Linked DNA regions of Mus musculus: all the other regions are linked to region 1. Evidence: chromatin contacts called from public HiChIP or PLAC-seq and promoter capture Hi-C data. All regions are on one chromosome and are shown on one strand. Each heading gives the region's core, a stretch centred on a gene start, on an enhancer-like site or on the middle of the called end of the contact. The rest is flanking DNA. Distances are from core to core; before and after follow the strand shown. Region 1 holds the start of Gpr89 (G protein-coupled receptor 89). Region 2 has its middle 18 kb from the start of Gm40101. Region 3 holds the start of Bcl9 (B cell CLL/lymphoma 9). Region 4 has its middle 8.6 kb from the start of Gm40101. Region 5 overlaps Bcl9 (B cell CLL/lymphoma 9). Region 6 holds the start of Polr3gl (polymerase (RNA) III (DNA directed) polypeptide G like). Region 7 has its middle 28 kb from the start of Bcl9.

Evidence for each region. Promoter capture Hi-C pulls out the DNA fragments that hold promoters and counts their contacts. HiChIP or PLAC-seq counts read pairs in DNA pulled down with a chosen protein or histone mark. Capture Hi-C pulls out chosen DNA fragments and counts their contacts.
Region 2: an H3K4me3 HiChIP or PLAC-seq map of stem cell-derived neural progenitor cells shows a contact between it and region 1, with 4 times the contacts expected there. The contact joins the enhancer-like site here to the promoter of Gpr89 in region 1. A contact is called at or near these places in 6 of 39 promoter capture datasets (the 3T3-L1 cell line, cranial neural crest, embryonic stem cells and 3 more), 5 of 115 datasets of contacts at active chromatin or transcription factors (embryonic basal ganglia, embryonic limb bud, embryonic midbrain and 2 more) and 1 of 9 other capture datasets (liver).
Region 3: a contact with region 1 is called in a promoter capture Hi-C map of adipose tissue. The contact joins the promoter of Bcl9 here to the promoter of Gpr89 in region 1. A contact is called at or near these places in 6 of 39 promoter capture datasets (the C10 cell line, the HPC-7 cell line, cranial neural crest and 3 more), 1 of 484 Hi-C or Micro-C datasets (CD4 T cells), 6 of 115 datasets of contacts at active chromatin or transcription factors (bone marrow-derived macrophages, embryonic stem cells, forebrain and 3 more) and 1 of 9 other capture datasets (adipose tissue).
Region 4: a contact with region 1 is called in a promoter capture Hi-C map of neural stem cells. The contact joins the enhancer-like site here to the promoter of Gpr89 in region 1. A contact is called at or near these places in 9 of 39 promoter capture datasets (the 3T3-L1 cell line, 3T3-L1-derived adipocytes, the C10 cell line and 6 more), 10 of 115 datasets of contacts at active chromatin or transcription factors (bone marrow-derived macrophages, embryonic basal ganglia, embryonic limb bud and 6 more) and 1 of 9 other capture datasets (pancreatic islet).
Region 5: an H3K4me3 HiChIP or PLAC-seq map of bone marrow-derived macrophages shows a contact between it and region 1, with 6 times the contacts expected there. The contact joins the enhancer-like site here to the promoter of Gpr89 in region 1. A contact is called at or near these places in 12 of 39 promoter capture datasets (the C10 cell line, the HPC-7 cell line, cranial neural crest and 6 more), 5 of 115 datasets of contacts at active chromatin or transcription factors (bone marrow-derived macrophages, embryonic midbrain, embryonic stem cells and 2 more) and 4 of 9 other capture datasets (adipose tissue, embryonic stem cells, liver and 1 more).
Region 6: a contact with region 1 is called in a promoter capture Hi-C map of erythroid cells, with 14 times the contacts expected there. The contact joins the promoter of Polr3gl here to the promoter of Gpr89 in region 1. A contact is called at or near these places in 1 of 39 promoter capture datasets (erythroid cells) and 1 of 9 other capture datasets (pancreatic islet).
Region 7: a contact with region 1 is called in a promoter capture Hi-C map of hippocampal neurons, with 2.0 times the contacts expected there. The contact joins the enhancer-like site here to the promoter of Gpr89 in region 1. A contact is called at or near these places in 5 of 39 promoter capture datasets (the 3T3-L1 cell line, embryonic stem cells, hippocampal neurons and 1 more), 2 of 115 datasets of contacts at active chromatin or transcription factors (embryonic stem cells and stem cell-derived neural progenitor cells) and 1 of 9 other capture datasets (embryonic stem cells).

Annotation. Positions count from the first base shown.
Region 1 is chr3:96,903,910-96,906,886 of GRCm38.p6, forward strand. It overlaps Gpr89 (G protein-coupled receptor 89), which reads right to left and starts at 1,389. Exons shown (of 14, transcript NM_026229.4): 1 at 1,273-1,389. The coding sequence starts at 1,314.
Region 2 is chr3:97,310,772-97,313,664 of GRCm38.p6, forward strand. No RefSeq gene overlaps it. Among named protein-coding and RNA genes, the nearest start is that of Gm40101, 18 kb to the right of the region's middle. Within about 2 kb of position 1,485, at least 87 of the 459 cell types and tissues checked have an H3K27ac peak or open chromatin away from gene starts, as enhancers often do. A contact at or near this core is called in embryonic limb bud, where this site is marked.
Region 3 is chr3:97,225,853-97,228,700 of GRCm38.p6, forward strand. Bcl9 (B cell CLL/lymphoma 9) reads right to left here and starts at 1,512. Exons shown (of 10, transcript NM_029933.4): 1 at 1,366-1,512.
Region 4 is chr3:97,337,593-97,340,507 of GRCm38.p6, forward strand. No RefSeq gene overlaps it. Among named protein-coding and RNA genes, the nearest start is that of Gm40101, 8.6 kb to the left of the region's middle. Within about 2 kb of position 1,414, at least 15 of the 459 cell types and tissues checked have an H3K27ac peak or open chromatin away from gene starts, as enhancers often do. A contact at or near this core is called in neural stem cells, where this site is marked.
Region 5 is chr3:97,202,622-97,205,566 of GRCm38.p6, forward strand. It overlaps Bcl9 (B cell CLL/lymphoma 9), which reads right to left. Exons shown (of 10, transcript NM_029933.4): 10 at 1,041-2,945. The coding sequence ends at 2,239. Among named protein-coding and RNA genes, the nearest start is that of Bcl9, 23 kb to the right of the region's middle. Within about 2 kb of position 1,455, at least 66 of the 459 cell types and tissues checked have an H3K27ac peak or open chromatin away from gene starts, as enhancers often do. A contact at or near this core is called in the HPC-7 cell line, adipose tissue and bone marrow-derived macrophages, where this site is marked.
Region 6 is chr3:96,592,873-96,595,573 of GRCm38.p6, forward strand. It overlaps Polr3gl (polymerase (RNA) III (DNA directed) polypeptide G like), which reads right to left and starts at 1,309. Exons shown (of 8, transcript NM_027241.4): 1 at 1,212-1,309.
Region 7 is chr3:97,254,300-97,256,999 of GRCm38.p6, forward strand. It overlaps a transcript of Bcl9 not described here. Among named protein-coding and RNA genes, the nearest start is that of Bcl9, 28 kb to the left of the region's middle. Within about 2 kb of position 1,297, at least 64 of the 459 cell types and tissues checked have an H3K27ac peak or open chromatin away from gene starts, as enhancers often do. A contact at or near this core is called in hippocampal neurons, where this site is marked.

The DNA.
Region 1 (2,977 bases), core at 139-2,638:
ATATTCTTGGGAACTTTTGAATTATGTTCATGTTAATCTCACAGGTGAAAGTGCATGGAAATTTTCTAATTATACTCTTATTTTTGTACTCTTTAACAAGCTGGGAATGGACATTTATATTTACCTGTGGGGGGAAAAACTCTTAAAACTTAAATGTTTTTTTTTTTCTTGAATTGGTAGTAAGGCTGAAAGCCACTCTGTGTCATTATCAAGGACAACAGGGGAGGCGCAGAGAGATTTGAAGCAGAAGGCAGAGTGTCCAGAGTTTTGTGTATTTACAGATTTGAACACTATGCTAGCAACAAAAGCAGTCAAATGTACTTGAAAGGTATTAATTTTGAAAAGGGAAAAATGGTTACTGTATTAGAGTGGTGAAATGGGTTGGCTTTTTCTTGTTTTACATTTTCTTAAGTGTTGTTACCGACGTTTTCAAGAGGTGAGGGCAATGCTCTGCTGAGGGAAGCATTGGGATGCAGCTGCACAAACCCTAAATTCAAGGATGTACCTCACTTACGTCCCTCAGGGGAACTGTTTCTTTCCCTTGCCATTTGGATGCGATGAAGAGAAAAAAAAATCTTTTACTGGAAAGATGCGGGGTGAGAGCGATAATGCAAGCAAAGAAGCGTCTGCAGTTGCTTAGTGAGTGCTTGCATTTGAAAGTGGGTACATGGCTATGCACATAAATACATACATGATATCAGGGCTATCATAAACACTTGGGGTGGGGTGGGAGGAAACCCTGGAGAGACACGACTGATGGGAAAAGCAAGAGGCTCACTAGACGAAGCGAGCAGAACTTGCCAGTGGTTTATACTTCTTCGGTTTTGTTTAACGGTAGATAGAGGTGGCCAAGTGAGAAGAAAACGTGGGTCGACCGCGACCCGCAAAGAGTGAACAGCAACCAGAGAACGAAAGATGAGGTGTCACTGCACAAAGGAAAGCTCAGACTTGGACCTCGCGGAGGCAAACGTGTCAGCACCCGGATCCTGCAAAGCCCATACCCGTCCCGGTCCTCAGCCCTGGTAGGCACGCTGCCGTGGGCCTCCCGCCGGGAGCCAAGCTTCTCCAGGCTCCGTGGTCCGCGGAGCTGCCCGGAAGCCTCGGGGCGCCGTGGGTACTGACCCCCGCATGGCACCGGCTCAGCGCTGGGGCCAGCCAGGCCCTCCCCAGAGTCTGGGGACGCACGCTAGGTGAGTGACAGCACCACACGTCAGCCTTCGCCACCCGGGCAAGGGAGCGGGCTGAGCAAATCCAGGTTCTCCCAAGGCTCACCTGGGAGGTGATCATGATGCTGGAGTCGATCAGGAAGCTCATGGCGAAGCCTCGGGAGGCCCATGCCCAGCTGTCTACCCCTCAGAGAAGCCGCGGCTTAAGACCTGTCCACCTGCTGTGGTAGGCGGCCTGGCCTGGCGCGTGCTTACGTCATCAAGATGCGCCCTAGCCAGCCAATCAGCGGCCGCATTCTCCGTTTGCCTGGAAGGTGAGGGTGGGCAGGGCTGGAAGCCGCTGGGTAGACTCAAAGCAGATGTGTTTCTTCTTAGTAGGCACAAGGAGGTGAGGAGAGGTAACATTTGCTTTAAGTGGCACTGCCATTAAATATAATGAAATTATTTTTATATTTTTCATAGCTAGAAACACTGGGGTGAGAGTTGTGCGAGGTCCTCAGTGACATTCCCAACACGGCAGAAAGTAAAAATAAGTTAACATAGCGAGTGAGGCTTTAAGTCAAGTAGTGTGTTGCAGATGTTACAGATTTTACTTGGTTTAAAAAGCAGTGTGACATCTATAAGCGAAAGGATGGTGGACAGGAACGTAAGAGTCTTCTCAAACATAGCTAAGTAAATTTCTGATATGATAACGTCAAAAGCACACGGCTTATAAGAGTGTGCACTCATTGGACTCTAATGAGACCGCCATTATAGTTGGCGCTTTAGGGTGTGGAGTATTAGGCCAAAGGACGAGAAATTACATGAAGACAGATTTTAATTCAAAATAATAATTACGTAGGAGTCTTAAAGGTGGGCTATGTTAGAAAGTAGTTTCCCCCTTCCCAACACAGTCTGAGTGGCTGTGGCTCAACTACAAAGTGAATTATAATTCCTTCCATTAGATACTCCATTTATGAAGGCTTAATATACTACAATGGGACTTAGACTTTTCCCACTAGAACCCTAGCTAGTCTTATTGTAAAGACTAGTTACAGTCAAGGCTTGTAAGGGTGCAAGTGTATGTTGCAGGGGATGCTGGTATCTAGAAAGTGAGTGCTCAGATTATAATATAAATAAACAAGAACATTCCCCCAGGTTGCCACACATAAAGAAAGACCCCTGTTCCTTTGATCTGAAGCCTGTCTTACCAAGCAGCCTGTCCTAGTTAGGGCTACTATTGCTGTGTTGAAACACCATGACCGAAAACAAGTTGGGGAGAAAAGGGTTTATTTCAGCCTACACTTTCACACTGTAGTTCCCTTTTGAGGGAAGTCATGACAGGAACTCAAACAGGGCAGGGATCCTGAGGCAGGAGCTGATGCAGAGGCAATGGGTGTGTGTGTGTGTGTGTGTGTGTGTGTGTGTGTGTGTGTGTTGCTTACTGGCTTACTTGTGGCTTGCTCAGCCTGCTTCATATGTGTATAACTCAGACATGGCAACACCCACAATAGACTGGGCCTTCTATCACCAATCACTAATTAAGAAAATGCTCTACAATTTTGCTTCCAGTCCAATCTTATGGAGGCATTTTTCTCAATTGAGTTTCCTTCTTCTTAGATAACTTTAGGTTGTGTCAAATTGACATAAAACCAGATAGCACACAGCACAAACTACATATCAAATACCAAATACCTGTACCAGAGTGCCAGGGAGCTGTGGAGGCTGCCTTACCATGAGAGTCTCTTAAATCACAGAACTCTGTGTTCCTGGTCCCATCTCTCAGGGAAGCAGATAGCTGCCTACAATGTGGCACTCAACTGTCATTCAAA
Region 2 (2,893 bases), core at 235-2,734, 410 kb after region 1:
TTCAGCCTCTGCCTTCTGCACACTGCCTAGCTTGCTCTCTACAGCTGTGAGAAACGCAACAAGGGCAAGCAACCCCGGCAGGAACTTTATCTCATAAAATAAGAATCCAGGTTTATTCTTACAATTTGTGGTCCATCATGATGGAAGGCAGGGCAGGAACTCAAGGCAGGAACTCAGAGGCAGGAACTGAGGCAGAAGCCAAAGAGGACCTCTGCTTGTTTGCTTGCGTATGACGCATGTACTCAGCCTGCTTTCTTATGTCACTCAGGAGTGCCAGCCCAGGGATGACACCAGCTCCGGTGGGGTGAACCCTCTCACTTCAGTCCTTAATCAAGAAAATGCAGGCGGGGTTTGGTGGGACACACCTTTATTCCCTGCACTCAGAGGCTGAGGCTGGAGGATCTCAGTGAATCCAACGCAGCCTGGTCTCCCTGGTGAGTTCCAGGCCAGCCAGGGATACATAGTGAGACCCTCCTCAAACAGGCTGCTCTCAGCCCAATAGGCTTCTAGCCTCTCAGAGCAGGATCACATTCTGGCCACCATTCTCACACTGAATACCAGGGTTGGCCTTGGCCCCCAACTTCTCTCAGGAGCTCATGTAAGTAAAGGAGGAGCTTGTGTTCAGGTGTAGAGTTGCAGGATTGTAATCCTAGCATTTGGGAGGCGGAGATGGATAGATTGAAAGGGGAATTCAGAATCAATCTGGACTACACAGCAAGTTCAAGGCTGGTCTTCCGCAAATAAAACCTCATTCCAGAAAAGCAAACAGTGGGACTGCAGCATAGTGGTGTAAGGCCCTGTGTTTGTTTTTTGGTAGAACACACGTGCACACGCACACGTGCACACACACTGGCACACGAACATGCACTCATGCACACAGTCACGCATGCATGTGTGCACACACGCACATAGATACATACGGGCACACACAGAGACATGCATGCATGCGCGTGCGCGCGCGCGCGCGCGCGCACGCACGCACACACACACACACACACACACACACACACACACACACAGAGTCTGTAAATGAATGTGTATATATAAGTGTGAACAAATGAAGGGATACCCTCTTTGCCTTAACTGATCGTTGCAGTTAGCTGTTTGCGGGTATAATCATAAACAATCCTGCCTCAGTATCTAATGGATTCTCTCAGCAAGAGATTGTAAACCCAAGAGCCAGAGCCGCCTCCAGCCTTCCTTTTTTCTCACCCCGCTCATGCCAGCGCTGAGAAACGGAGCAGACCAGTAAATACTTCTTGAAGAATTGCACCCGCCCCTCTGACCAGGCGTGGAAGTAACTGTACCGAAGAAATTGGTCTGGTGCATTAACAACCGGTTCTAGCTGGCCCGCGTGCTGCTTCACAGCGCTGCTTTTCTCCTGTTTGCTCTTACTCAAGTCTCAAGTCTGTTTCTATAGCCTGCGGCTAAGCTGAACTCGGCAGTCAGCTCGGCTCCCACTCGCCTCATTCAGTTCGTGCCAACAGCAGTTTTCCTGGGGAATCTTTCCTTCCCTCCGCCCCCACCGCCTGCGCCTGCGCTGAGCCGGATCTGGAAGGCAAACCCCTGGCTTTGTCATCATCCTGCAAGGCTGGAAAGGTCGCAGTGACTCCAGACATAACGGGGATGGCCTGCATTTTAGTGTGAGCTGGCATACAGCTGCTTAAGAGGTGGCTGCTAAAATGTATTCCCTACATCTAAAACTAATACTACTCAGTAGGTTACCGGAGCAGGCTGAAGTGTGAAAGTTGAGAATATTAGAAGTCAACATGACACGCGGAGCAGTTCTCTGGAGTCTGCGCATTCTTACAGCAGTGACACTAGCTAAAATACATAGCCAGGTATATATTTTTATGTATGTAAGAGTTTTGCCGGCATGTATGCCTGGTCAGAAGGTGGCATCGGACACCCCGGAACTGAAGTTAGACATGGCTGTGATCCACCATATGGGATCCTCTGCAAAAGCAGCAAGCCCCCCTAACTTCTGAGTCATCGCTCCAGCCCCAGCTATGTTTTTTGTTTTGTTTTGATTATTTGTTGTTGCAGTTGTTTTGAGACGGGGTCTTACTGTATTGTATATCCCTGGCTGGCTTGGAACTCTCTGTGTAGATCAGGCTGGCCTTGAACTCACAGAGATCTGCCTGGCCCTGTTTCTCAGGATTAAAGGTGTGTGACACCACAGTCAGCCAGCTGTAGTTTTATGTATTTTTATTGAGTGTTTTAAGCCTCAGTGCAGCCTCTTAGGGCAAGCGTGCTGTCATGGTTGCCATTTTACCAATTAGGAAACGGAAAGATTATCTACCCTGTAAAAGAGACAGGAAATGGCTGAATCCTAGCACTTAAATATTTGTGTGTATGTGTGTGAGTATGGCTTGGAGGCATGCCTTGCACTTACTGCTGCCATCTCTCGCCTCCTTTCCCATGCCTTCCCCTGCACAAAGTTGAATTTAGCTTTGGTAAATAAAGGCCTTCAGGACCAGCAGGATCTCTGAGGGAAACAAGTCTACCACAGCCACCGCTGACGCTGGGAATTGCTGAACACATCTCTGACTGACTGAGCACTTGTTAACAGCACCCAAACTGCTTGGTTACTCTCCTTTCTACATTTTCCCATCAATCTGTCTGTCTGTCTATCTAATTCAAAGCCTCACTTTCTTCACAAGGGGAAACTTCTGTCTTGCCTTCCTCTCTGTGGGTTTCGGGGAGTGAGGTTGGTCTTGCACACCTCTCTTTTCCTTCAGTGGCCTGGCTCCTCTAGGATTCAGCCCTCAGCTTTTCTCAAACTCATTGCCCAATGGTTGCCGTAGAAACCCCCCAAGGGTCTGGTGGTCACATGTGCAGCAGGAAACTCAACCAGGTCTAAGCTCAGCAGCAGTCAGTCCCCATCTTGTCA
Region 3 (2,848 bases), core at 262-2,761, 320 kb after region 1:
GTCATATACACACTCATACATTCCTCAAAGCATGTTTGCAACACCGGAACTAAGAGACCCTCTTCTTAGTCCATCCCTGTCAATAGTATAGGCCTTTTCAAGAGAAGAGAGAAGACTTTGTTACTGGTCCCCAGGACCATCAGATTTGCACACAAACACTTCTTCATGATAAACTCCCTGGTGACTAGTGTCCAGTCAAAAACTTTCAAACCAACCAGACTTAAAAGCCTCCAAGTCACAGGTTCTAAACAAGTCTTACCTCCCAACATCTTGACTATTTCACTACCTACTCCTCACCTCCTGTAACTAATTCATCACTGTGTTCCCTACACAAGAGCCCAGGTCTCTGTCGCCAAAATAACCATTTAATTCCACAGTTTATCAAACGCTAACAAATGCACCATCAAATTGACTTTTTACATGGCCGCTGACGTCACTGTCAGGGGGTGACTTGTTCTTGCTTTAACTAAAGTGTAACTCTGTATCCACTGCATCCTGCCTTGGATTATGTCCACAGAGGCATATTTGCATCCATTTCACTACCCTACCTAATGACTTTGACTCCAATCTTGGCCTCAGAATAACTCTTTTAACATTTAAAAAAACGCCCTTCCTTACCTCCAGCAGACTAAGGCTCTTGGGGGACAGATTTCAAGCTTTCTTTCTCATCCTTGGCAGCTTTAACATAACGTTCCCAGCAGTACTACTACAGGCCGTGGTCCTTCCCTCTGGACTAACCACCAACTCTGCGACTTGTTTTCCTTAGGATAACTCCATTTCACCAAGCTCACCCAACACTTACCAGTGACATCTTAATAGTCTTTGCAACTTTCAAAGGCCAGCCAGCCTCTAGGGTTCCAATTTGAAAACCACTGGTGTGTTCTACGACCCTCACAATGACTCAGTGACCTAACTCATTCGTCGCCAACTCACCTGCTGGAACCCTTTACAACTCAAGACATTCCTCTAGGCTTTCACCTCCCCCAACCCTTCAACAAGTCACTGGCCTGCGGAGTCCCCTTTCTCCCCTCTACGCATCTCCCGGGTCTTACAAACTCAACCCGAAATTCCTAATTTCGCGCGCTCTTTCCTCTCCATCGCCCCTCCATCCCAAGACCCCGAGACGGTCATCTCCCCTCAGGTAACCTCTCCAAGCACAGCTTTGGGACACAACCTCTAAAACCCCGAGAGATGCCCCGGTCTCTCCCATAGCTCCCGAGGCTCCCCCGCCTCCCCCAACAGGTTCCTCCAGACTCAACTCGCCAAGCCAGCGCCCCGACCCCCGGAGGCCCCCCGGCCACACGCGCACGCGGACCCGGCCCCCGCCGCGCCGGCCCGCCCCTCCCCCTCCCCGGGGCCACTTACCCCGGGCCGGAGAGGGGGAGGGGCGAGCGCGGGCGGGAGCTGCGGTCCCCGGCTGCTCTCAGCCCCGGGGGGCCGGGGCCCGGACCAGCGGCAGCAGCAGCGCAGCGTCTCCCCCCGGCGGCGGCAGCGGCGGCGGCGGCGCCGTCCCACTCCCGCAGGCACACATAGGCTCCATTGTCCGCCGGTGCCTCCCCCTTTCCGGCTCCCCCTCCCAGGCCCGCCCCTTCCCCCTCCCCTCGACCCTCCCCCAGCCGCACCGTGCCACGAAAGGTACCGCGGGCCCCGCCTCGGACGCGAGCGGAGGCGCGCCCCTCCCCCGGCCCGCCCGGCGGGGAATGGGGCCCTGGCCCCGCCGCCGCCAGGGCCCGCCCCCTCCGGGGGAATGGCACCCGTCCCCCTCCCCGAAGGCGATCGATGGTACCAGCCCGCCGCGGCCTCCGCCCCCTCCCGCGCCTGGCTCAAGAGAAGCCGCCCGCGCCCCGCCCACCCACGGCCCCGCCCCGACGGCACCGCCTTCTGCTTTGCATGACCCCTCCCATCCAACCCCGCCCCGGCTAGTCACCGGGTCCCCCCGCGGTGACGCCCACTCCCCGGTTTAAAGCCACAGAACCCTCTTTTTCAACTAAAAGATCCTCCTGCAGGACCCACGGGGCGGGTGGTGCGGCGGGGAGGTTCTCTTCCTTCCTCACCCTCCTCCCGGCGCTCATTCACCCAGACTCCCCATGGCCTCCAGCAGTACTGGAGCCACCGAAGGGGATTAGAAAAGGCGCGGGAGGGGGAAGGGCAGAGTGGAATTTAGCCATCTTTGACAGAAACTAACTGGGAGCTGCAGAAGGAACCGATCTTCCTTCACTCGCCCGCCGTTCAGGGTCGGGCCTAGTCTTCAGTCTTCATGCCACCTCCTCGCACCTCTCCACTGCGATTCCGCCTTGCTTCCCCCAGCCCACCCATCCGCCCCTAGGTGTCCACTCTACCTTTGCCCGTGAGGGCTTTCTTCCCTCTGGAAAGCTGGTCCCCTCGGCTTGCACTCTTCTCCCTCTTCCCAGAACAGACTCTCTGGGGTCCTGCTGGCGCTGTGGCTAGAGCAAGGTCTCCTTCACCTCGGGCCCTGCCCCGCCCCGCCCTGCCTGGCCAGCACTACCTATGGTTTCCAGAGAGCACCTTCTGCCCCGGCCTCCAGGTCTTCTCCCAACCACAGTATCACTCACTTAATTTTATTTTTTGGAAGAGCTTTGATGTTGAGAATTCGAGGGCGACGCGTTCAGCACTACCCCTGTGAAGTTAGATGTTAGCTCATTAGGTAGCACTTTTTCACATCTTGGTTAATGCGCCTTGCTCAGATTCCTGTTATCCTTATTTTGTGGGGCCGTGTTACTGCCTTGACCAGCCATCGTTACTGTCTGCCCTCCCCACAAAACCCTACTAATCTTCGAGTTTGTACTTTGCGGAGTTGATCTTAAGGATTCTCCTGCAACTCTGTGCA
Region 4 (2,915 bases), core at 164-2,663, 430 kb after region 1:
CCTGGTCTCCTTTTATTCCTGCCAATTAGGTCAGGTCAGCCTCTGGCTGTGTTAAACGCTTTAGGAAATTCCTGGGACCTTTCACCTTGCTTACCTTGTGGAGTCACTTTGGTCAGGGTTTTAAAAATAGAACTCAATGTGAAGCTAATTTCCAGACGTTGCTGTTGGTGAGGCACGCTGCTGTTCCGACTCTGGCTTCAGACGCTTTAGCTTTTGACCTCGCTTACTTTTCAGGAGGAGTTGGTTTTTAGAACTCAAGCCGCTTAGGTGGGGAGAGGCTCTCACCAACCATGTACGCCATGTTTTGGTACATCAGATTCACCGCTGATGAATGCGTCAGCCCCATCCACTCCCAGGCTCCCACCCCAACCCCAGGCCGGGTGTGAGCATGCTCCAGGATGCTCCCGCTGCCCCTGTGCCCATCCTCTGGGTTGCCCCAGTGGTTTAAGCAATCTGGCGTCAGGGTAGCCTTTCTTCCAGTGTACGATACTTCCTGCTTCTCACTTTCATGTGGTGAGCATCTTAGGCAAAGATCGGCAAAGCTAAAGCTGGCCTTGAACTCTGGGGCTGCCACTTTCTGAAAGGTCTTAGACAAATCATTTAACTTCTCTTGAGCCTCAGTTCTAAGATTAGGCTAAGGATGCCTGACCCAGAACTATAGTGAGGGTAACTGAGTGTGAGAAATAAAGTTGGACTTGGGTAACACCTGGCAGGGAGTGGTGGTTATCACGCCACCCTCCCATGGTCCAGAACCCTCTGTCTTCATGGCACTCAGTGGACATGCGGCAAACAGTAATGGATGAGAAGAAATTCTGGGTCCAAACCTGCAAGAAAGCCATTCTTACCATCGACTCCTTGTTGGATTAAAGATAAAGTCCTCCTGTGGTTTTATTTATGTTGGCGTCTTAAAAATGATATGTCCCTCCTGTCATGTATGGAAGGGCATGGCCAGACAGGACTCTCGGGATTCATTCCTGAGAATTATTTCATGAAGTTGAGCTACCCCAAAGAGAAGAAAATGAAGACCTGAGTGTTTGGTGGATGACCACGGAGCCCCTCAGCTATGCTACCTAGCAACAGAACACAATACCCGCACAGCTGAAGCGTTCATTTCCCACAAGGCAGCGAGGTGTAGAGACAGGATTTGACTAACACACAAGATGAGATACAGCAAATGGGATTCTTGGCTACCAAGTCCATCCACTTTCATGACATCACATTGGGGGAACCCCGAGTGAAAACGCTAATGGAATTGTGTCATCGACACTTAGTAGCTGGGTGGCCTGGGGAACACCATACAGTCTCCGAAAACTCCAGCTTCCTCAGCTAATAATGGCAGGATGGGAGACCCTGGCAAGGTCTAATCCTGGTTTCACAGGGCCTCCGACTCGGTTCAGTGCTAGTCTCTGCAGCCCTCTAGTGGTGTATGGTGGGAATGCAGTGACACCTCATTTGATGTGAGGACATAGACTGCTTGGCTCTATCTAGCCTGTCTAGTAAGCCTGTCTCAGAGGGGCCATGGAACAGAGAACTGCTGACCAGCTCTCAAAGGCATCGCAACTTTTATAACCTCCCTTCCTGTCTTCTCTGCATTGTGTCGGAACTCTCGAAAGCCTTGTAGATTAATAGGTGGGAACTCCTAAAATACATGACTGATAAAGGATAGGAACATTAAAATATATTTAAATTTAAATTAAAAAATTAACTTAAAGTCATTTCACACTATGTGTGTCCACTTGACCCCAGTCTCTGGCTGCACTATGTATGTGACATCCCTGGGTCTCTCACCTCTCTGTGCTACACACTTCACCACCAATCAAGTCTCGAGTTCTAGACTCAGGCTGAGATCATAGTCATGTGTTTGTGCTGTTCCTACTCCAGGATGGCAGGCGCTCACTCACCATCTTCTTCGGCCTGTTTATAATCCTTGCCCGTGGACACCAGCCCTTCTGAGAGGTCAACAGAGGGTTTACATAAAGGTGTCTAGAGCTATGGAGCAGAGTAAGGCAAATACACATGGCCTTGGGAGCCTTCTACACACTGGCCGTTTTCAGCTCTCCAACGTGGAGCTGTGACTCCAGACTTAGTATCTATCTGCCGGCTCCATTTGGCAGTGGACAGAGTTCAATCCTAGCATGACCGAACAGAGATATTAATGGCTGATCTCTTCCGGATATTTCCTTCCACCCTGCTTTTCTCACTTTAGCAAATGGTAACACTTGCTGTCCGCGTCCTCTTTGATATCTTCCTTCACACACATCTCCACAGCGAGCTCTGAGGTAACTGTCCTGGATCTACTTACAGACATTCTCAGGGCTGATACTTTCCTCCATCTCTACTGTCTGCTGCAACACACCAACCTTGCTGCAAAAGAACGTTCCAGAGGTTTTGAACTGCCACCCTTCACAAGACCAGAGGAGACTTTGTCAGCCCTCGTTTAAAACTCTCTAGTGGTTTTTCAGCCAGGCTTCATCTTAACTCAGACTAAATGGCTATCATCAAAAGGGTAGTAATAGGCACTAGTAAAGGGAATTCTGAGGACAGTGTGGGTGGCACTGTAAATTAGTACAGTCATAACAGAAAGCAATATGAATGCTCCTTAAGATGTGGAAATAGAACTACAATAGAACCAGCAGTCTGTGGGGCTGAAGAGATAGCGTCAGGGTTAATAGCAGGGCCATGGCCTGTATTGATGTCCAAGGCCATGTCACCACCAAACTCCATGCAGACATCTCTGGTCTGAGCTGCCTCCGGGGGCCATGTTGATGTCCTAGTGATGAGCGGAGCTGGCTCTGCCCCTTTCTGGCCCCTCCCCTCCCCTGGGCAGCATGGGAGAGCTGGCCAGGTAGTAGGGGTGCTAGCAGAGGTGGTGGGGTGGTGAGCTGCCCTAGGGCATAAGTGAGAGAGAGCTGGTG
Region 5 (2,945 bases), core at 205-2,704, 300 kb after region 1:
CTTTTTTGTTGTTTGGGGCTCCTGAGCAGACAGACATGACAGGCGAAGATGAAAGCAGCTCTCAGAACCATTTGTCAGAGAGAGAGAGAGCCACATTCACAGGCAACAGTGTGTGAAACAGCAGCCAAGTCTAATTTGTCCAGGTCTGACTCCGCACCTGCTGCTCCTGGCTCAGCATCTCACCTGAGAACAGACATGCACACAGACACAGCATCTCACCTGAGAACAGACATGCACACAGACACCCTCTTGCTGAGTTCCACGCACAGACAACTCAAAAGGAGTACACTCACCAGAACAAATCAGCTGTGCAGGGACACAGCACCGAGTACCTCAATGCATGACTTGTAGGATAGACATCAATGTGTTGGGGAGCCATATGTGGTTAGCAGAGGTGACCAGGGGCAGGCTGGGGTGGAGGGTGGGCAGAAAAGACCACAGTCGCATGGACAGTCAAAACACAGGATGTGTAGGTGTGGTAATATTTTATGTCAGGAAGATCCAGGGAGGTCTCAGAGCTTATTTAAATAACTTAAGATCTATGTTGGCCTTCCTAGTTGATTTATACCATTTTGCTGGCTCTCATGAAGGAACCTAACGAAGGCCAGCTCTTGCTCTAGAGCAGTGGTTACCCTCCCAAGGGTCAGATAACCCTATCGTAGGGACTCATTTAAGACTGTTGGAAAACAGATTCATAACAGTAGCAAAATTAAATGAAGTAGCAACAACAAAGATAATTTTACTGTTGGTGCCACAATGTGAGGAACTGTGTTAAAGGGTCACTGTGTTAGGAAGGTTGGGAACCACTGCTCTAGAGGGGAAGATCAGCTGTGAGGAAGGCTTGCTTTTCTGCTGTGATGGATTCCAGAGAAGGGAGCAACTCTACAAGGAAGGGTCGCTGACAGCAAGGTATGCTCTCAAGAGTGCCCCTCTCCTTCCCCATCTCTACAGCCAGCTCCAGTATTAGGACTCCAGTCATATAGTAACCAATGGCCCTGATACGAAGTGAACAGGAAGCCAAGGCACAAAAAGGCAGTTCTGTTTTGTAAGAAACAATATATTTATTTTTCTGACACCACAGCTCTGGTGAGTGGTTTTGTACCAAATTTAATGAAGATTACACAGAACGTTTCACGCATGGGAAGAGGGAGGGAAGGGAAGGAACACAAAATTTAAAACAAAAACAAAATCCTGGATAGCTTTTAGCATCGGTTCCATTCCCACACATTAATAAAATTCACTTGGGAATTCCTAAGAAAAGGAGAACAAGAAACAAGGCGGGCAAGGAAGAGTACACCAGGGCGGGGAGGGCAGGGAGGGACAAGAGGCCAGAGGGCATCCGAGGCAGGGGCGAGGCTTCAGGGAGAACCCCAGAGAGCCTGGGTATTGCAGCTGCCAAGGGGAAGAAGAGAGGGGAAAGCAGAGGGCCACCAGCGGGGTCACAGGAAGGAAACACACGTAACCAAGGAACTGAAGGAGGAGAGAGAGGAAACCGTGAGGGCGGGCAGGTTGTACACTGGAGACAGACCGTGCTGAGGAGCACGTGAACCGAAGAACAAACGTCCCAAGCTTCAGTATTTTTAAAAAGAAAAATGTCCCCCCTCCCCCCACCCCTCGCTGAACTCAGTTCCTTTTTTTGTGCTTTTCGTTAATACTCTGCTCTGAGGTCGTAGTTTGGTTTTTCTATACACTGGAGTTGAAAGAAAATAGTCCAAGGTCTGAAGATGGATTCTCCATCGAAAGTAAACAGCCCAGCATTCCTGTTCTCCTCTTGCCCCAAAGACTAAAGTCTCTGCTAAAATCCCTTTTACAATATAGTACAGTACACACATACACACAAAATAAAGCCCAAATCAAAAGTAAAAAAAAAAAACCAGAAAAGAATCCTGGGAGAAGCCAGTCCAAAGGACGTAAACACAGAACGGTGCAACACATGACCGATGGCAATTCTCAAACACGGCTACAGACTCCCAAAAGTAGGTGCCGTCACGGGATCCCCATGTCCACAAAAATAATTTTTAAAAAATAAATCTTAAAAAAACACACCTGTTGATTAAATGAATAATTTGTTTTCCGGTAAATCCATACATTCTTGGTTCCCTCCTCCCTCAAAGCAGCCCCGGGTCCCTCTTCTCCTATTGCATGACCAACAGTAAGGACTCCTGGAACTCCATCAAAGCAGCTCACAGGACCTGGAATCTCATCTTGACAAGGATCGGCACATCCAATCGTAGCAGCTTAAAACATCATGTTTCCTGGGTTACCAGGTCCTTGGCTAAACCCACCCATGCCCACATCAGCAGCCATGCCCCGGGGCCTCATTTGTGGGGGAATCATGATGTTCTGTTGGGGTCCCATCATGCCTTGCATGGACATCATCATGCCTGGAGAACCCACAGGCCCTGGGTGGGTATAGAGCCCAGCAGGCCCCCGATCCTTGCCAGGAATCATGCCCACAGCAGCAGCTGGATTGGTCATCAGGGTGGCTGGGCCGGGCACTGTGGATTGTGCTGGTGACATCATCCGGTGGTGAGGTCCCATCATGCCTTGCTGGAGAAAGGCTGGTGGTCTCATTGGGTTGTGGCCTGGCATGGATGGAGATGTACCAAGAGGAATGTCTGGAGTTCCTACTGGCCCGGGGCCTCCCATGCCAGGTAATGCTAACCCCATTCTTGGGGCTTGATCGCTCATCATCCCCTGCATGTGTGAAAACCCAGGCCCAGGACCTTGTGGCTGTTTGCGGCCGGGGACTTCCCCTCGAGGGAAATACTGCAGTGTCTGGCTGGGCTTCTCCGATGGGATAATGCGGGAGAGATCAAACTCAGGTATTCCGGTGGCTCCAGGTCGGATTACCTCCTGCAGATCTGGGTCTGTAAACACGGAGGGCATGCTGTTCCCCAGGACAGTGAAGGAGTCAGGAGCCCCTGGGCCTCCAGGCTTGCAAA
Region 6 (2,701 bases), core at 59-2,558, 310 kb before region 1:
TGTTATCCCAGAAAGGGTGAGGCAGGAGGGTCATAAGTTGGAGGTCAGCCTGTTTGCCCTGCATAGAAAGAACTGGTTTCGAAAATATTTTCCCACATACTAAATAACAATTTATTGAATAGATGTTATCAGAGGGTTCATTGTGATCCCGGTTGTCTAGCACTGTGTCTGCTATGTAGTAGGTTCTCAGTAAATATCTGTCTTTTGAACATGTGTCTACAGACTCTGTGAGTCACAAAGACTCCCTTCTGGTTCTTTTTGTTGTTTTCCTTCTCTGGTCTGAGAATAACTATAAAACATTAATGCAATAAACCACCAGTTCAAAGACCCCTAATTATATAATGTTGTCTTTTATTGTTCCCTAATTATATCAGGAGTTTAAATTTGTCCTCCTTGACAAGAGCACTGGTTCCCACAAATCAATTCCACTCGATTAACGCTTACTGAACACAATGTATTAAGTACCCCAATCTGTCCCATCAAACCTTCCGTTCATAGAATAGAAACAGTGAAAGAGAACATATAATCCTAACACCGGGGGTACTGTGGCAGGGGGAATGCAAACTGGAGGCCAGTATGGGCTACATAGCAAGAGTCTGCCGATAAAAGCATGGGAGGGATGGAAAAAGTCAGCCTCGTGAGATGGTAAATACTCGTGTTGCCAAGTGGCCAGGAAACAGGCTGACTAGCTCAAGTTGTCCTCTGACCTCCTTGCGTAAGCCATGGCTTGTACGTACCCCCCCCACACACACACAAATAATGTAATTTTAAAAATTAAAGAGATTCCAATAGTGATAATCGGACTTTGTCAGGTCGGGGATCAATAAATTCTTCACGGTGGTCTAGGAAAGTGGTGGGTAGAGGGTAGCGGTTCAGTTGACTTGATAGGTAATAAGAATCTGTCAGGCTCTTGACAGGGGGCTAATGTTACGTTAATGGGTGCGGGAGAAGCTGGTACCATAGAAGAGTCTGAGCTACAAGAATGAACCTTCCTCTCCTGCTTTAATATCTGTCCCCAGGCGCGACAGCAAGCTGTCTCCGGCGTACAGTCAAGACAGCAGTGAGAGCCCGGGGAAAAAGGGGAGGGATTTAGAAGGGGGCTGATCCAACAGGCTGACAGAAAGCGTTATCTACGTCGCTGTCGGCGCCGAGGGACTAATTCGGGAAGTACCGAACCAAACCGGGTCAGAGCCACCAGGTCGAAGCCTTACCTGCCGTCCCTCCCCCACTCAGGGCCCACGCAGCCGCCAACTTGAAATTTGCTTTTCTTCTTCCAGCCCTCGTTCTAGGCCCGCCTCCCCGAGCTCTCCATTGGTGGGTTTTCCTGGCCAATCGACGAGAGCGGAGGCGGGCGAGGAGGGGAGGAGGAGGGAGCGAGCTTAACCGGAACTGAGGCTTGGGAAGTGGCGCGCTGAGACCTGGGGCTGCAGAATTCACCTCTTATGCCCAGACCGAACTAGATGGCTAAGATGTCCTGCTACTCAGAGCTCATCCAGACACGTGGCGGAGCCAGAAGAGGAGAACCGCTGCTGGGAAATGTAGCCCTGGGTCAGAGAAACCAGACTGCTCATCTGTTAACAGCTGTGCCTGCAGGAGTTCCCAGAAACACTCCAGGAGGTTCCCAACTACCGGACTCCAGCGCCCTCTTCTGGCTTAGGCCATCACACACACACACACACACACACACACACACACACACACACACACACACCACACACACACCACACACACACACACACACACACACACCACACACACACACACACACACACACACACACACACACACCACACACACACACACACCACACACACACACACACACACACACACACCACACACACACCACACACACACCACACATCACACACACACACACCACACATCACACACACACACACACACACACACACACACACACACACACCACACATCACACACACACACACACACACACACACACACACACACACACCACACATCACACACACACACACACACACACAGAGAAACACTCCAGGAGGTTCCCAACTACCGGACTCCCGCGCCCTCTTCTGGCTTAGGCCATCACATACACACCACACACACCACACACACACACACACACATACCACACACACCCTCTTTATTATTCTTCCTCAGTCACCAGCACTACTAATAAATAATCTTTAAAAGATTTTTTTTCTCTAAAGGCAGGGTCTGGCTACCCAGTCTAGGCTGGCCTTGAACTCTTGATACTCTTGACTCTGCTACCAAGCTCAGGCCCCAAATGCGGATTGTTGCGGTGTCTGAGAAGTGAGGGAGAGAAGGGGGCTTGGGACCAGAGCAGTAATTGGGGAGAGAAGGCAGGAACCCAGTGGGTTTTTTCTTTCTGTACTTTCCACTGCCCTTCAAGCCCCTTCAAGGAAAGAGGGCAGAATAGAAAGAGTCATTTTTTTTACAGAGTAGAAGTAAAGGGAAATACTTCAGGATGGATGTAAAACTAGGAGTCAGTCAACAAGAATATGACAGAGGTCAGAGAAAATGGCCTCTAGACTGGGAAGTTGCATGTGGATGACACATACTCCGTTTTTGGAATAGTATAAAAACATAGCTGTAGCGCTTTGGGGGAACTTGCTTAACCTCATTATCATTTGTTGCAGGAAGACAATAGTTCCCCCCTCATTGAGTTGTGAGGGTTGGAGATGATGTATGTATGCACA
Region 7 (2,700 bases), core at 47-2,546, 350 kb after region 1:
AGCAATTTAGTGTTTCTCGGGCTTGTTCAGAAGGTGAACACAGGAGGAAGGCTTGGGCATCACTTTGGTGAGTTCACTGTACGCCAGGCAGTAGGATGCTTGCGCGTCTGTCACTTCATGCCGTTCTAACAAGTCTCCAATAAAGAGGCCTAAGTGGTTGTCATAACAGGCAGACACAGCATTCCACATGCAGCTTAAATGGGTTCAATAATTCACCCCTGGTCATCTTTGTAATTATCCACATTTGAAACCTGAATTTCAAGGGTGTGACACTGATGTCTGAAATACTTCTAAAACTAGATCCGAACGTGGCAAGGCAGAGCTCAAGCGTTCCCACCCGGGCGCAAAGTTCAAGATCAAAGAGGGACTTACCGGCTTTCCTTTCCTTATTTTCTCTTTTCTCTCTCTCTCTCTCTCTCTCTCTCTCTCTCTCTCTCTCTTCCCCCCCCCTCTCTCTTTCTCTTTCTTTCTTTCTGGTTTTTTTTTGGCTTCAATTTCTCACTTATGAAAAACAGGAGCAGTAATAACACCTACTACTCAGAAATAATACAAGAGGGAAAAAAAACCCACCCAGCACACAATAGACCCTTAATAAAAGACCCAGAGCTACTAATAACCTTTGTCAAATCAAAACAGTCACAAGGCCTCTATTAGGAAAACAAAGGGGAGTCCCTGGAAAGGAGGGCAGCTGCGAGGTCACAGGGGAAGAGGACTTTCCTCCCACCTTATTCCCCAGCCCTCAAGTCCTCTCCTTTTCTCCTTTAGGACAGCAGGTGTCCTAATGGATACATACACTTTACAGTATGCTTATCCTTTAAGAGACAAGTCTAACCGCTGTAAACTCACAGAGGGCTGGCTGTGCTTGGTGCTTCTGGAGGTGGGTAGGGGCGAGCAGCTTTTCCTAGATGCTGCCTTAATCTCACAGAGCACCTGAGATGGCCAAAGGACAATCTGGAAAGTGGCAACGTCCTTCATTTCCTCTGTGGTTTGTACCCAAACCACAACTCCTCCCCACTCCATCTGAGCATTTGCTTCATACACATTAAGATGTGAGTTGGGCTTTCTTCCCTGGAAGGTCCCTCACTGCCCGCCCCCCCACACACAGGTTCTTCCTCAGTTGTTCCTCCTCCTCCTCCTCCTCCTCCTCCTCCTCCTCCTCCTCCTCCTCCTCTTCCGAAAGCTTCCCCAGCAGACCCGCAGCTGAAGCTTTAAGCACTTCTCTCAGCTCCTCTTTTTCACCCACAGCTGCCTGCAGGAGCATCTTCTTCAGAGTGATTTCAATACCCAGGCCAGGGGCACAGAGGCAAGCGGATGAATAAGCGGTTTGTGCATCATTTAGTAAAAAGAGGAAACCCATTCTGCTCTGGAATGAATGAGAACATCGGGATTTCTAGGTGGAGACGAATGGAGGAAATGGGGTGTGCTGTGTTTGCTTCCTAAGAGAAAAAAAGGATGAATGAAGGAGAGATAAATGTGATGCCGAAGCCAAGGAAAGGAAAACCAGAAAACACCCCAAAGTGACAAGGTGGCAGGCAGGCTGGGCTCCCGACAGTTGCTGTGGCTCCCCAGCTAATATCTGCCAGACTTAGCATTCCTGTGAGTGCTGTTGGGATAATGGGCCCCACTCAGCGTCACGTGAGTTCTCCATCTCAGGCGAGGGACATGATTTCAACCATATCACACGCAGCTCTCATTACCTGCAAAGTAATGATCTTACCGAGGCAAGCAGCGCCAACCATAAACACAACTGCTCAGAAAGGCAAAGCTCTTAGGTGCGCCCTGTGCATGAGCCTCACTGTGAGGTGGCCCCAGGTGCCCAGCATTTCCTAGACTGGCTCAGAGAGGCCCTGTGGGGTAGCAGGGACTGGAAGAGGCCCCTCCTCTGGTGTAACTTCCTTATTAGAGGGGTGGAGTAGCAGTCAGATCTGAAGAATCTATTAAACATCCTCTAGGTCAAGGGCATTTCTTTCACAGGGCAGAAGTCTGCTTTGGAGAGGTTTATGACCTCTTAAGGGAGCCAGTACACCCTAAGTCAGAATTTTCCCTCGGACAGTGCTAGGGATTGAACCAAAAATCAGAATTCTGAGTCTAGAGAAGACTTTAGGCTTCATATCGGTTCCTCCCTCTGCCCTTCCTTCCATCTTTCAGATTAAAACTTTAAAAATCAAGACCTAAAGGAGTTAAGAGATTGTTCCACATACAGTACCTTAGCAGAGACGGAACCACATTTCCCAACTCCAAGTCTTGGTAGCCTTTCCTTATACTTCAGAAGGAATATGTAGAACAAATAAGAAACTAAGTATGCAAATCAGTGACACACACCAGGTGCGCAGACATTTGGCAGAAAGTGAAGTCTGACATGAGTTAGTCCAGAAAGGTTTCTTCAGTAAAAAGTGATATGTGCAGACTGTCACAAACTCTCTTCAATTCAACAGCCATCTTTGGAATGCCTAATATACGCAAAGCGTGTGACCCAGAGGGGAAGAAGGCCAGGAAACCTCATCACCAGGCCCTGCTCTAAGACAGCGGAGCCAAATTTATTGGCTAAGTGAGGAACTTAAGCATGCAGCCATTAGCCAGCAAGGGGGAAAAGCTGACCCTTAGACATACTGTGACAGCAGAGAAAACCTGTCTGGAGCCAGAGCTGGAGCTGGAGCTGGGGTTGAAGGCCAGAACGCATACCTTTATTCTCAGCACTTA